Regions from separate parts of the Mus musculus genome. Here all the other regions are linked to region 4. A link is a contact called in public HiChIP or PLAC-seq and promoter capture Hi-C data. All regions are on one chromosome and are shown on one strand. Each heading gives the region's core, a stretch centred on a gene start, on an enhancer-like site or on the middle of the called end of the contact. The rest is flanking DNA. Distances are from core to core; before and after follow the strand shown. Region 1 holds the start of 8430423G03Rik (RIKEN cDNA 8430423G03 gene). Region 2 holds the start of 5930430L01Rik (RIKEN cDNA 5930430L01 gene). Region 3 holds the start of Katnal1 (katanin p60 subunit A-like 1). Region 4 holds the start of Slc7a1 (solute carrier family 7 (cationic amino acid transporter, y+ system), member 1).

Region 1 (2,700 bases), core at 146-2,645, 550 kb after region 4:
CCCCATGCCTTGGTTTCCTGAGATGTAGGATGAGTGAGACAGTAACCCCAGCCTCTCCGAGCTGTTAGAATGAAAGCAATCAGAGGTGTCCCCTCCACAGCTGGAAGTCAGCAAGTGTCTGCTCTCCTTACCACCGCGCTGTTTCTTTTAGCACCTATAAAAATAACATGTTAAAGGAAAGGGTTTTTTTTTTAAAGTATATGTTTGGTCTAATAAAAGACTGTTTTCAGATTTGCAAATATATTTATGTGGAAAGACAGGTTCTTAGTTAAACATTCAAGATATCCATTTTTAAAAAATGTCCAACCCTAGAATCCAAATATTATTCCACAGCATCTTCCCGCACCTAAAGCAGTTTATATTTTGCTTGAGAGACTGGACATAGACCTGAAGAAACACTGGACAAAAATGCAAACCAAGCTTGGCATGCTAGCAAATTCGGTACCCAGGAGACTGAGGCAGGAAGATTTCAAAGTTGAGGGCAGCCTGAGATACACAAGGAGACCCTGTACAAACACACACATATGCAGGAATGCGCATGCCCGTTACTCAAGACACACGTCATGCCTGTAGACTATAAGAATTATAAAAACTACAAAGGAGAAAAATCTTGTATTCTAATCCACAGAGGCCCGAGAGTGGCGGTTACAGGTGGCTGTGAGCCACCATGCGAGTGCTGGGAACCAAACTTGGGGCCTCTACAAGAGCAGGAAGTGCTCCTAACCACTGAGCCATTTCTCCAGCCCCAAGGCTGAGCTTTTTATGAAATGCAATTCTGCTTGTAAAGTTACAGTCGTCGCATTTGACTGACGTGAGCGCAAGTCAACCGACCCAAGATACAAAAACACTGGCTCAGGATCTGGGGGATAGATAAACTGTAGATCAAACGTGTTTGATCCTCATGACTACAGAGACAAAATAATAAGTAACTTTTTAAAAACATATACAATGTTTCCTAGTTTTGTTCTCCAGGTGGCTGTGGCAGATCACTCCTGAGCCCCACCATTCGCCACTGTTTCTTTTTAGTTCAATCTAAATGGTTCCCCCGCAGGCAGGGCTTGCCCCATGGTAGGGTGCTGCCTCCCCGTAGCTTCAGGCCCATCACACAGTTTCTTGGCTGGCTGAACTGTTGGAAGTACTAAAGAAAGCAACAAATTGAAGAAGAAGCGAGCCTTGTTCTAAGTTGAGAACCCCAAACATAACACATAGAAATCACTACAAAACACGACAGCTGTAAGTGGTTGGGGAAAATCGACTCCTCAAGCAACCAGGCTAAGAGGCAGCGAACGGACTCCCTCCAACTGAAGTGAAATACCACACTGATTACTTCCTTACGATTCGCCATCCATCCTGGGCTTCCTGTTGTAAAAAGCCCCGCCACCCTCCTCAGTGAGCAATAGACCACACATTCCACAGCCACGACGTTTATTTCCTCTCGGTTACATGCTACCCTGTGGGACGACCAGTTACATTCTCTGGCCAAAAAGAAGAGGGGAGCCACGGGACATCCCCCAGCTGTCACGACTCAGAAAAGGTTTGCTTTTTCTCGCCTTCACCAGGGACAGAGGAGGACTCAATGGCGTGGGCTCTTTCCTCCATAACTCTCAAGTTTGGCAAGATCAGGGATCCAATATAGGCTGGTACTGATCCCTCCGTTCTTGCTTTCTATCAGAACACCGGTTTCATTCAGCAGGGGCGACGCTCCTGCTCGCACATGACCATTGTAGCTAAGAGAGGCCATGTGTCCCGATGCCGGCCAGTCCGGTCTGTAGATTTCTAGGCCCCGTTTTGTCTTTCTGTTTCAGGGAGTTCTCTTTCCTTATTTCCTCTTACTGTGTGGACTGAGGAGTTGGCTGTGGAACAGAGCAAGGAGCCCAAGGACCAGGAGGAGATAAGACCGTCAATAAAAAGCTTCCTGATGAACACCACGCCAAGGAAGAAAGATGCCTTCCAAGATCACTGGGGTCTCCAGGGCCCAGGTTTTGACCCTAAAAAAATTCCTGTAACAATTTTATGCCATGAAACTTTATTTTGTAAATGCATTTTTTTCCCCTCAATTACTTTGAGAGTCAGTTTAATGCGTTACATTGTGGCATTTTTGGTAATTTTGTGTAATTAATTATACTTTGTCTTCCTTCTCACTACTCTGCCCCATCTGACCCTGCTTACTGGCCTTTTCCTGGTCCCCTACTCCCCTCAAGTCCTCTCTCCTTTCATGTCCCTGAATTGTGTTATTTACACACACACATGCGTGCACACACACACATACACACATACACGTGCACTCGTACAATCTTGGCTTGGTCACTTGTTCCCCAGTTGGCCCACTGTTTAGTTTAGGCAAGAATTGTCAAGGAGATTTAAATGCCCTGGCCACATTGGGATGTGTGTGGTCTGGCAACATCCTCCCTCGACCACCCCCAATTGACACCTTTCTCCTCTCCAGATTCTGTGATTGTTCTTGTCTTCCATCTGCAGCCTTAGGTGAAACAGCCCGACCACCATGGATCTGACCAGCCCTCTGAGGAAAGAGATAGCCCTCCCATCTCCAGACTGAGGCCTACAGGGCTCCTCAGGACAGCCACTACCAGCACCATGGTGAAAACATAGAGGAGAAGCCCAGAAAGACTGAATTCTGAAACAGGCGAAGGGGCGAAGGGACTCATGGGAATTTTTTTTTTTTTTTTTTTTTGATTCTCT
Region 2 (2,700 bases), core at 89-2,588, 600 kb after region 4:
TCCATGGCCTCTGCTTCCTGTCTTCAGGTTCCTGACATGACTTCCCTCAGTGATAATGTGACCAGAGCTGTAAACTGAAACAAACTCTCTTCACAAGTAGGTTTTGGTCATGGTGTTTTATCCAAGCAATTGAAAGCATACTAAGATGACTTTATTAAAATCAGTCTAAGACAACAGATTGAATTAAAGCCCATTCTTGTAAGATGCATCTCGGACTTTTGGGGAATTTAAGAAACATGGCATTTTACTGCATGTATGGAACAACAAATAGAACTCAAGAATAATCAATTTTTATAATTAAGTCTCCTTACTGAGTACAAACCCAAAGGAAAAGGGATTAGAGCATTGTTGCAAAAGTATTCTCATGGGATCGGAGAACCATTGAGTAAACTAAGTAGATTTAAAACTGGTGGGCTATAGAGGTAACCGGATACCTCCGGTCATCTTTTTATTTATTTTTGAGTTGGCTCTCACTATGTAGCCCTGGCTGTCCTGGAATTTGCTGTATGAACAGGGCTGGCCTCAGACTCACAGAGATTCATCTGCATAAGACTGAATCTTCATTACGCAGTGACTGGGGAAAGGTCTGTTTGCACAATGTGAAAAGTGGAAATTTGAGGTTTTAAAAGCGCGGGCTTCTTCCTTTGTTTATTCCCTAAGTCCCTTTCTCTGTGCTGTACCCACTCCCTCCAACAAAGCTTGGTCACTTTCCATCCCACTCGCTATTTTCACTTCTACGCTAACATCAAACTCAATTCTACGTCACAGATTTTAGAAGCACCCAGGAACAGTACCCAGCCTAGAGAAGGAGAAAGAAATGTCTAAATTCAAAGGCTGAGCAAGGAAACCGCCTGCCAGGCCTGCCTGCCTGGTCGGTCTCATCAATCACAAGACTTAGGTGTCATGAAAACTCCGCCAGAGCTCCCACAGGCTGACGTGCCTCCTCCCTCTCATCGTCTCCGGGAACCCTTGGCACCAATTTCTTAAGGCACAGAAACCTGGCTCTCCGCTTAAGTTTTAACCAAGAACTTCTCTGAGGTCCCAGCAGCGCTGGGGCGGCGCACTGGCTCCTAGGCTGCTGATGCTGTGGCCCTAGCTACCCAGGGCTGCAAAAGCAGGAGGTGCCGCGCAAGGCTGCAAGTTCTAGAGAAAGCAGGGGGCGAGGGGCTCTGTTTGCCGGCTCCGCCATCTCCTCTAGAAAGCACTTAGCGAGAATAAAGTCACCCGCCCACCCCGGATACCTTCTATTGCAATTCTGACGTCCGGGCCTCCTTAAAGCCAGCATTTTTCTCCCTGGGAGAAAGCATTAGTTAATGATTGCCAGCCGCCTTCGCTGTCTGGCAGGCCACGTGACCTGGACACGTGACTTGGAGCCGGCTGGGATGGTTTCTCCTCTTTGAATAAGCTCCTGCTTATTATTGCAGTTACAAGCCTGTGGAAGCGGTGGGTGCAACGTGATTGCCTGGCGGTTACACAACGCCAGAGAGCTGTGCTCGCCGCTGCCAGCCAGCCGCTCCGGGGCTGACTTCTAAAGGAACAGAAAACAAACAGGACTTGCTGTTTTCCAAAGTGAGAGTTCGTTTTCTCTTTAGAAAAAAGCATCTTGGCAAAAGGCAAAGCCCAACCTTGCCAAACTGTACTAGTTCTTTTGGGGCAAAAAGATAAAACTACCGTGCAACAGGCGATTTTTACCACGCCTTTCTCTTCTTTCTCCCTGAAAAGGCCTCGAATAGGTTCTTTTTACGTTTATAAAAAGTGTACAATAATAGAACTTGGAGGCATATACTTTTAATCCCAGCACTCCTGGAAGCAGAGGCACATAGAAATTTGTGATCTTGAAGCCAACCTAGTTTACATAGCAAGTTCCTGGCCAGCCTGGGATACACTATGAGAACCTGTGTCGTCGTCGTCCTCGTCTCCCCCACCCCCCAACGCCACCCTACAATCTATCCCCCACCCAGTATTAAGGTTCTAATACAATAGTAAGAGTGTTTGGCTTCCATGTATTAAAGCTCTTAGGATTAAACCCAGAGAGAGGAAGAGAGGGAAGAAGGAAGGGAAAAGAAAAAGGCTCTATGGTTAGTTTTAAATTTAAACTGCAAATGAAAAGGTCTTTTGTGGCTCCTCCTGCCTTTAATTTGTAAAATATTAACAGTTGAATTTTTATTTTCAGCGTCTGGAAGAAGCTTCATAGGAGACATTATATGCATGCATATGAATGAAAATATATGCAGATTAGCCTCCAGAGGGCCTTTCCCCCCACCAAGATATCTTTACTGTGTGCGTCTTAGAACTGTCCAACGTCCCTGCAAAGGGAGCCCTGCAATGTTTAGCTTTCTCCTTGTTGACAATTACAAGAGATGGGCAGAGAGGGAAAAAAAACCACACAACTGAGTAGGACAGATGCCCTCCCCAGGTGGGACTGCTGAGGGAGGTCCCCATACCTGTCTCTTCCTTTGAGGCGACCCTTTCTCCAGCCCAGGCCAAGAAGTTCTCAGTGGTGAATTCATTCCACAGCCTGCTAGCTGTTACTGCAGGAGCCTCGATAGCAGGAGTAACAACCAGAGACAGACAGGCAGACAGACAGACAGACAGACAGAGCAAGCCTGCCTTCTTGGGGTTTTACTTCAGAGATCTCCAGGGCCCAGCCTGGCCTGGCCTGGCCCAGACTGAAGTAGCTAGTGCAGTCTGAGAGGCCCC
Region 3 (2,700 bases), core at 177-2,676, 530 kb after region 4:
CTTAACAAGTGGTGATCAAGAACCAACCCCACCTCTTGGAGTCTTAGCATTTATATGCCCTCTGAAAAGTCCCCAGAATTCCAAACATCACACAGTCACGGAAACTATCTGGCTGTTGGCAAAAATCACATCCCTTGTACAGCATGAGGCAAATCGCAGTCAACCGCTGTGGACAATCTGAAGCAGCCCAATATCCCAAACCTGGGATTAAAACAAAAACAATTTTTATATTTCTATGTAAATTCCATGTTTAAAAAAAACACCAAAATTCTCACTACACATAATAAAAAGAGGAAATCATCCTGAGCCATGCTTAATATCAGCATCCTGAGACAGACAGGTGAGCTCCAGGACAGCCTGGTTTACACAGTGAGTTCTAGCTAGCCAAAACTACACAGTGAAGCCTGGTCTCTAAAACAAAGAAAAATGTGCATAAATCAATCAGGTATTTTTAAAAAATAGAAACAGAATACAGAACACTTCAGTGTAGTCAAAAGGAGATTGTTCAGAAAGTTCAATAAAATACATTTCTAGTAAAGTTGGCTAGAGGAGAAAGTCAGAAATGAAGGAGAGCTAGCAACAGAAACTTCCAAGGGAGTGAAAGACCAAACAAAGCTTAATGAAATAGACAAGTGTGTGAGATCGCAGCACATCAAAACCCACTAAGAAATCTCATCAGTCAATAAAACCAAGTTCGTTATTTATGACCTCCCCAAAATACTCCAGACCCATCAGCTTCGTGTGTGCGTTCTAGGAAGTGCTTGGGGAAAAAAGAAACAAATGCTAAAGACACTCTCCAGAAAAAGGCAAAAATTAACTAGCCATTGAAAGTTTAACTAGTCTTCAAAGAACCAAAATATGTGTGGGCAACATTTAGGTAGTAAGTGAAGAGTGGAGCCGGAAGGGGGCATTAATTACTCCATGACATTCAACCTCAATAGCTAACATGCAACATATATATATGTATATGTATTCAGACATCACCAAATAACAGTAATATCCTTCATCAGCTTTCACACTTGTCCTTTTAAATATTACTGTCCTCTGAACACACGCTAATGAATGGATTTTATATGCCAAAAGCTCTGAGGTACTTGAAAAATAAGCAGAAATACCTAGAGATTCACAGGGAAAGGCAAAGGCCTTTTAGTGAAGGCTTTGTCGGGTCTCGCATCGACCTTGCGCCATACATACGGTTCTGCACCAAGAGGCAGCACCCTAGGAGGCCCAGGCCCCGCGCGGTGGCGATGGAGCGGGGCCGCGAGTGCAGAGGCTGCGGGGCTGGAGCGCAGCAATGAGGCTCACCTGCGCTACCCCCGCCCGACGCACAGCGCCCAATCCAGCGACCACCCCGGAGCCCCCTGCAGACAAAGAGTCACTTTAACACCATCTGAGTAGCTCCCAATTTATCAGTCTGTCGCCGCGCTCCGGACCGCTGGGCTTTGTAGTTCTCGGCCCGAATCACCCAGCCAAGGCGGCGAGCCTGATGAGCCACCGAACTACAAGACCCATGATACCCTGCGACTGGTGCTACATTCTGCGTGGCTCTCCCGCTTCTCCTCCGGGGGAGCGGCCTGTTGCCGGCGGCCGAGGTCTTGCGGACTGGGGCTGCCCGCCTGGGCTCCGCAACCCGGCTCTCCCTGTCAAGCCCGGCCCCTCGGGCTCACCACTTAGATCCTGCAGGTCAGGGCTGTCAAGGAACGGGGAGGGGCGAGGCGGGGCGCCGTTAGCCGCCGCCCGCCCGGAGTCCGTTAGTTCGCGGCCGGCGCGAAGAGGCGGTGGCTCACGGTTGCCATGGCAGCTGCGGCAGTGCTGCGGAGAGGGCGTGGGGCTGAGTCAGCGTTGGGAAAGGGGGCAGTAGGGAAGGATGCTCAGAGGCGAGTGTGGCGAACACGGAGCCCTCACCCCACAGGATGAGGAACCCGAGACCCTAGGTGGGGCGTGCTGCACCGGCCGGCATCGGGGCGGGACGTGTGCAGCGACAGAGAGCGGCTTCTAAGGAGGCGACCTTGCTGAGCCAGCTCTGTGGATTGGAGGCTGCTCGCAGCCCCCTCCCGCCATCCTCCAGGGAGTGGAGTGAGAACGAGCCATTGCTTAGATAGCGTGTGCACACAGCCTACAGGAGGATTCTGGACTCTGGAACTCGTAAATGGCACTGCTCCCCACCTATTGAATTCGAAGCTATAATGGGTCTTATGCAGAGGTTTGTGCACTCTTCAGTGTACTATGGGCCTGGATTAACAACCTGGCCTTCTAACACAGCTCCTTGGCTAACTGGTTGGTAGCCGATGACCCGAGGCACCTTACCTACCTGCTCTGAACGTTTTAGTCTGCAAAATGGAACTATCTCTGTTCCTGAGAGAAACTTTTATGATAAAACAGAATAAAAGTCTGGCACCTCACACGGTAGCTTTCAGATACTAGTTAATCCAATCGTGATAAAAGTCAAAATATAAGCCGGGCGTGGTGGCGCATGCCTTTAATCCCAGCACTCGGGAGGCAGAGGCAGGTGGATCTCTGAGTTCGAGGCCAGCCTGGTCTACAAAGTGAGTTCCAGGACAGCCAGGGCTATACAGAGAAACCCTGTCTCGAAAAACCAAAAAAAAAAAAAAAAAAAAAAAAAAAAAAAGGTCAAAATATTTGACTAGCAGTTGAAGGTGGATTGGCCGATGGGGAAATTGTCCTGTACCGATTAAAAAG
Region 4 (2,700 bases), core at 2-2,501:
TCCTATTATCTTAACCACACATGAAGGGCAAGAAATGTTACAAAAATCCCAATTACCAGCTGACTCCATGACAGCTAAGACAGTCAACCAAAAGATAACGCAGAAGATAACGCTCCGGATTCTAGTGAAAGTTTACTCACCTTTAGAAGAAATACACCTATGGTTGAAACCCTGTCCTCCTGCACGTGAGAGTATAACTGTGGGTGCTGGGAAATGTAGTTTTTTAGTTTGTTTTGTTTTCCTGACAGCACATGTCTGCCTATCCCAGCACATGTCTGCCTATCCCAGCACATGTCTGGCTATCTTAACACACAAGTCCACACAGCAGTGGGCTGGAGCGAGCGACACTGGACTGCTCTGCGGACACCCTTGGCTGGTGACCTGATCGTGCCCAGGAAGTCTTCCACTGGACAGAAACACACGGAGCACAGGTTGTCTACGGAGCCGGAAGAACTTCCTCCCACTCCACACCATCTGGAAGAACAGTCTGTGCAGGCCGAATCGGGTCACAAGGAAAACCCACCCAAGAGGGAGTCCCTCCAAAGGGACCTCTGGAGACTATGAGGCGACCCGGAGGACAGGAATCTCAGGTCTCGGGTCATGCCTGCGAGACCTGACAAGAGTCCATCCTGCGCGCGGCTCGGCTGACGACACTGCCCGGGACCGCGTGGCGGGGCGGGGTGCCGCGCACCGCGCCATGTAAGGGAAGGTCTCCCAGACTGCCGTGACTCCGGATGCCACCCGGGGCAGCCTGCGTAGATGGGTCCCCGCGCCCACGTGGAGCCTACACACGGCGCCACGCGTGGCGGGCGTCACCCGGGTCGCCCGTGTTCACTCCCTCCCGCTGTTGCATCATGCACCACGCCGCGCCTGCAAAGGACCAAGATGGACTCGGAGGAGGCGACCGGAACACTGGTGCCCGCCCCACGCACCCATCCCCCGGAGATGGAGAGGATAAGAAGAACCCTCGCCCTGCCTGAAACGCCACCCGAGGCCACACACACAGACACACACGCACACCGAGGTGACTCAGGCTTTCAGAGCTTCCTGGGCAATCACAAGGATCGCGTACTCACGGAGGAGGCGGCAAGATGTTGAGCTGTGTGGAGACCGCGGGTAGAAAGCCTCTCACACCTGCTAGCTGAGGGGATGGCGCACGCGGGCGGAATCCGAGCCGGTTTCATCAGCCGCGCGCCGCCCTCCGCGGGCCCCACGGCCACGGCCAGTGCTGCGCGTCAGCTTCCAGGGCACCAATGACAGCGCCGCGCGGCCGCGCCCCTGTGGGCGGGGACACCCGAGACCGGGCTTCCCCGCCGGTTTGGGCGCCTCCCGCGCGCGCCCTTGGTCCTCCGCAGCCGCAACTGAGCTTGAGTCAGAGCTGATGGCACAGGCTGAGGGGTGCGAGCCCCCTCCTGGGGAGCCACGGACAGCTGACGACCAGGTTTCTTGCTCCAAACTGGATGTAAGACACATTTTAAAGACTTTTTTTTTTTTTGGACTTAGTTGTAAATCTTCTTTTGACATTGGACTACTTTACGGCTGTGCCCTAGCTAACGCCTTAGCCTCCGCCTTGGTCAGGAAGGGCCCCAGAACCTGCAAGCCTCCCTTTGATACAAGGTAGTTCCTCCACATAGCCAACAGAACAGTTCAGGCAGTTCACACCCGCGGGACTCTCCCCAAGTTTAGTACCCAAATCTAGTCTTCAGGGTTCCTTCTGATCTCTGCTCCAAAATCGAGAACTACAGTCTATAGGGCTGAGGGATGGCTCAGCGGTTAACACTGACAACCCTTTCAGAGGACCCAGTTCTGACTCCCCACATGGGGGCTCACAACTAATCTGTAAGTCTTGAATGTGATGCACAGACATACACAGGTAAACCATAAATATGCATAAGATAAAAGTTTTTATAAAGAATTATATCGAAGCCCGGCAGTGGTGGCACACACCTTTAGTCCCAGCACTTGGGAGGCAGAGGCAGGTGGATTTCTGAGTTTGAGGCCAGCCTGGTCTACAGAGTGAGTTTCAGGACAGCCAGGGCTATACAGAGAAATCCTGTTAAAAAAAGAGAGAGAGAGAGAGAGAGAGAGAGAGAGAGAGAGAGAGAGAGAGAGAGAGAGAGAGAGGAAGGAAGGAAGGAAAGAAGAAAGAAAGAAAGAAAGAAAGAAAGAAAGAAAGAAAGAAAGAAAGGAAGAAAGAGAGAAAAGAAAGGAAAAGAAAAGAAAAAGAGAAAAGAGAAGGTGGATGCTATGTGTGTTCTCAAGTGTGCCTTATCAGTAAAGGGATTCATTGTCAGCCACAGCTGTTGATACTCCCATAGAATTAAACTAACGATGTATTAATTTATATTGCCCAGCCAAAAAGTCTTAATGAATACGTAGAGGGAGGTGGATAGCACTAAAGCACTTCTAACACTTGTAAGATAACATTAAAGCACTTCTAACAGCGTTTGTGATAATAACAAGGCATCAAACATGCTTTGTTTTCCAACAGCCAACAGAAGTAAGTGTCAATCATGCGGTGATGAACTGATTCCTGCCAATCTAGTAGGGAGGTCTCCTGAATCTTTACCAGGTGCCCCCTTCTCACAGAGGGAAACCTCCCATCTTTCAGCGCCCACCAGCTTTGCCTTCAGCACCAGATGAGTATCTGACTCCGAATTCGAACGCTATTCACTGTGTGTCCTCCACAAATCGGCACAC

Evidence for each region. Promoter capture Hi-C pulls out the DNA fragments that hold promoters and counts their contacts. HiChIP or PLAC-seq counts read pairs in DNA pulled down with a chosen protein or histone mark.
Region 1: a promoter capture Hi-C map of embryonic stem cells shows a contact between it and region 4, with 2.2 times the contacts expected there. The contact joins the promoter of 8430423G03Rik here to the promoter of Slc7a1 in region 4. A contact is called at or near these places in 7 of 39 promoter capture datasets (the 3T3-L1 cell line, embryonic stem cells, hippocampal neurons and 3 more), 1 of 484 Hi-C or Micro-C datasets (bone marrow-derived macrophages) and 4 of 115 datasets of contacts at active chromatin or transcription factors (the SCID.adh cell line, bone marrow-derived macrophages, memory CD8 T cells and 1 more).
Region 2: a contact with region 4 is called in an HNF4G HiChIP or PLAC-seq map of pancreatic cancer cells. The contact joins the promoter of 5930430L01Rik here to the promoter of Slc7a1 in region 4. A contact is called at or near these places in 5 of 39 promoter capture datasets (the 3T3-L1 cell line, the C10 cell line, hippocampal neurons and 2 more) and 1 of 115 datasets of contacts at active chromatin or transcription factors (pancreatic cancer cells).
Region 3: a contact with region 4 is called in an H3K4me3 HiChIP or PLAC-seq map of the SCID.adh cell line, with 13 read pairs. The contact joins the promoter of Katnal1 here to the promoter of Slc7a1 in region 4. A contact is called at or near these places in 2 of 39 promoter capture datasets (embryonic stem cells and erythroid cells), 5 of 115 datasets of contacts at active chromatin or transcription factors (the SCID.adh cell line, bone marrow-derived macrophages, memory CD8 T cells and 1 more) and 2 of 9 other capture datasets (adipose tissue and macrophages).

Annotation. Positions count from the first base shown.
Region 1 is chr5:148,948,855-148,951,554 of GRCm38.p6, forward strand. It overlaps 8430423G03Rik (RIKEN cDNA 8430423G03 gene), which reads left to right and starts at 1,396. Exons shown (of 3, transcript NR_040686.1): 1 at 1,396-1,534; 2 at 1,806-1,979; 3 at 2,479-2,700. It overlaps LOC108169085 (a long non-coding RNA gene), which reads right to left. Exons shown (of 2, transcript XR_001785025.1): 2 at 1-154.
Region 2 is chr5:148,993,877-148,996,576 of GRCm38.p6, forward strand. 5930430L01Rik (RIKEN cDNA 5930430L01 gene) reads right to left here and starts at 1,339. Exons shown (of 2, transcript NR_102384.1): 1 at 1,242-1,339. Gm15411 (a long non-coding RNA gene) reads right to left here. Exons shown (of 5, transcript XR_868721.2): 4 at 2,445-2,700.
Region 3 is chr5:148,927,221-148,929,920 of GRCm38.p6, forward strand. Katnal1 (katanin p60 subunit A-like 1) reads right to left here and starts at 1,427. Exons shown (of 11, transcript NM_153572.2): 1 at 1,306-1,427. It overlaps Gm36446 (a long non-coding RNA gene), which reads left to right and starts at 1,592. Exons shown (of 2, transcript XR_377236.1): 1 at 1,592-1,683; 2 at 1,913-2,402.
Region 4 is chr5:148,398,653-148,401,352 of GRCm38.p6, forward strand. Slc7a1 (solute carrier family 7 (cationic amino acid transporter, y+ system), member 1) reads right to left here and starts at 1,252. Exons shown (of 13, transcript NM_007513.4): 1 at 1,077-1,252.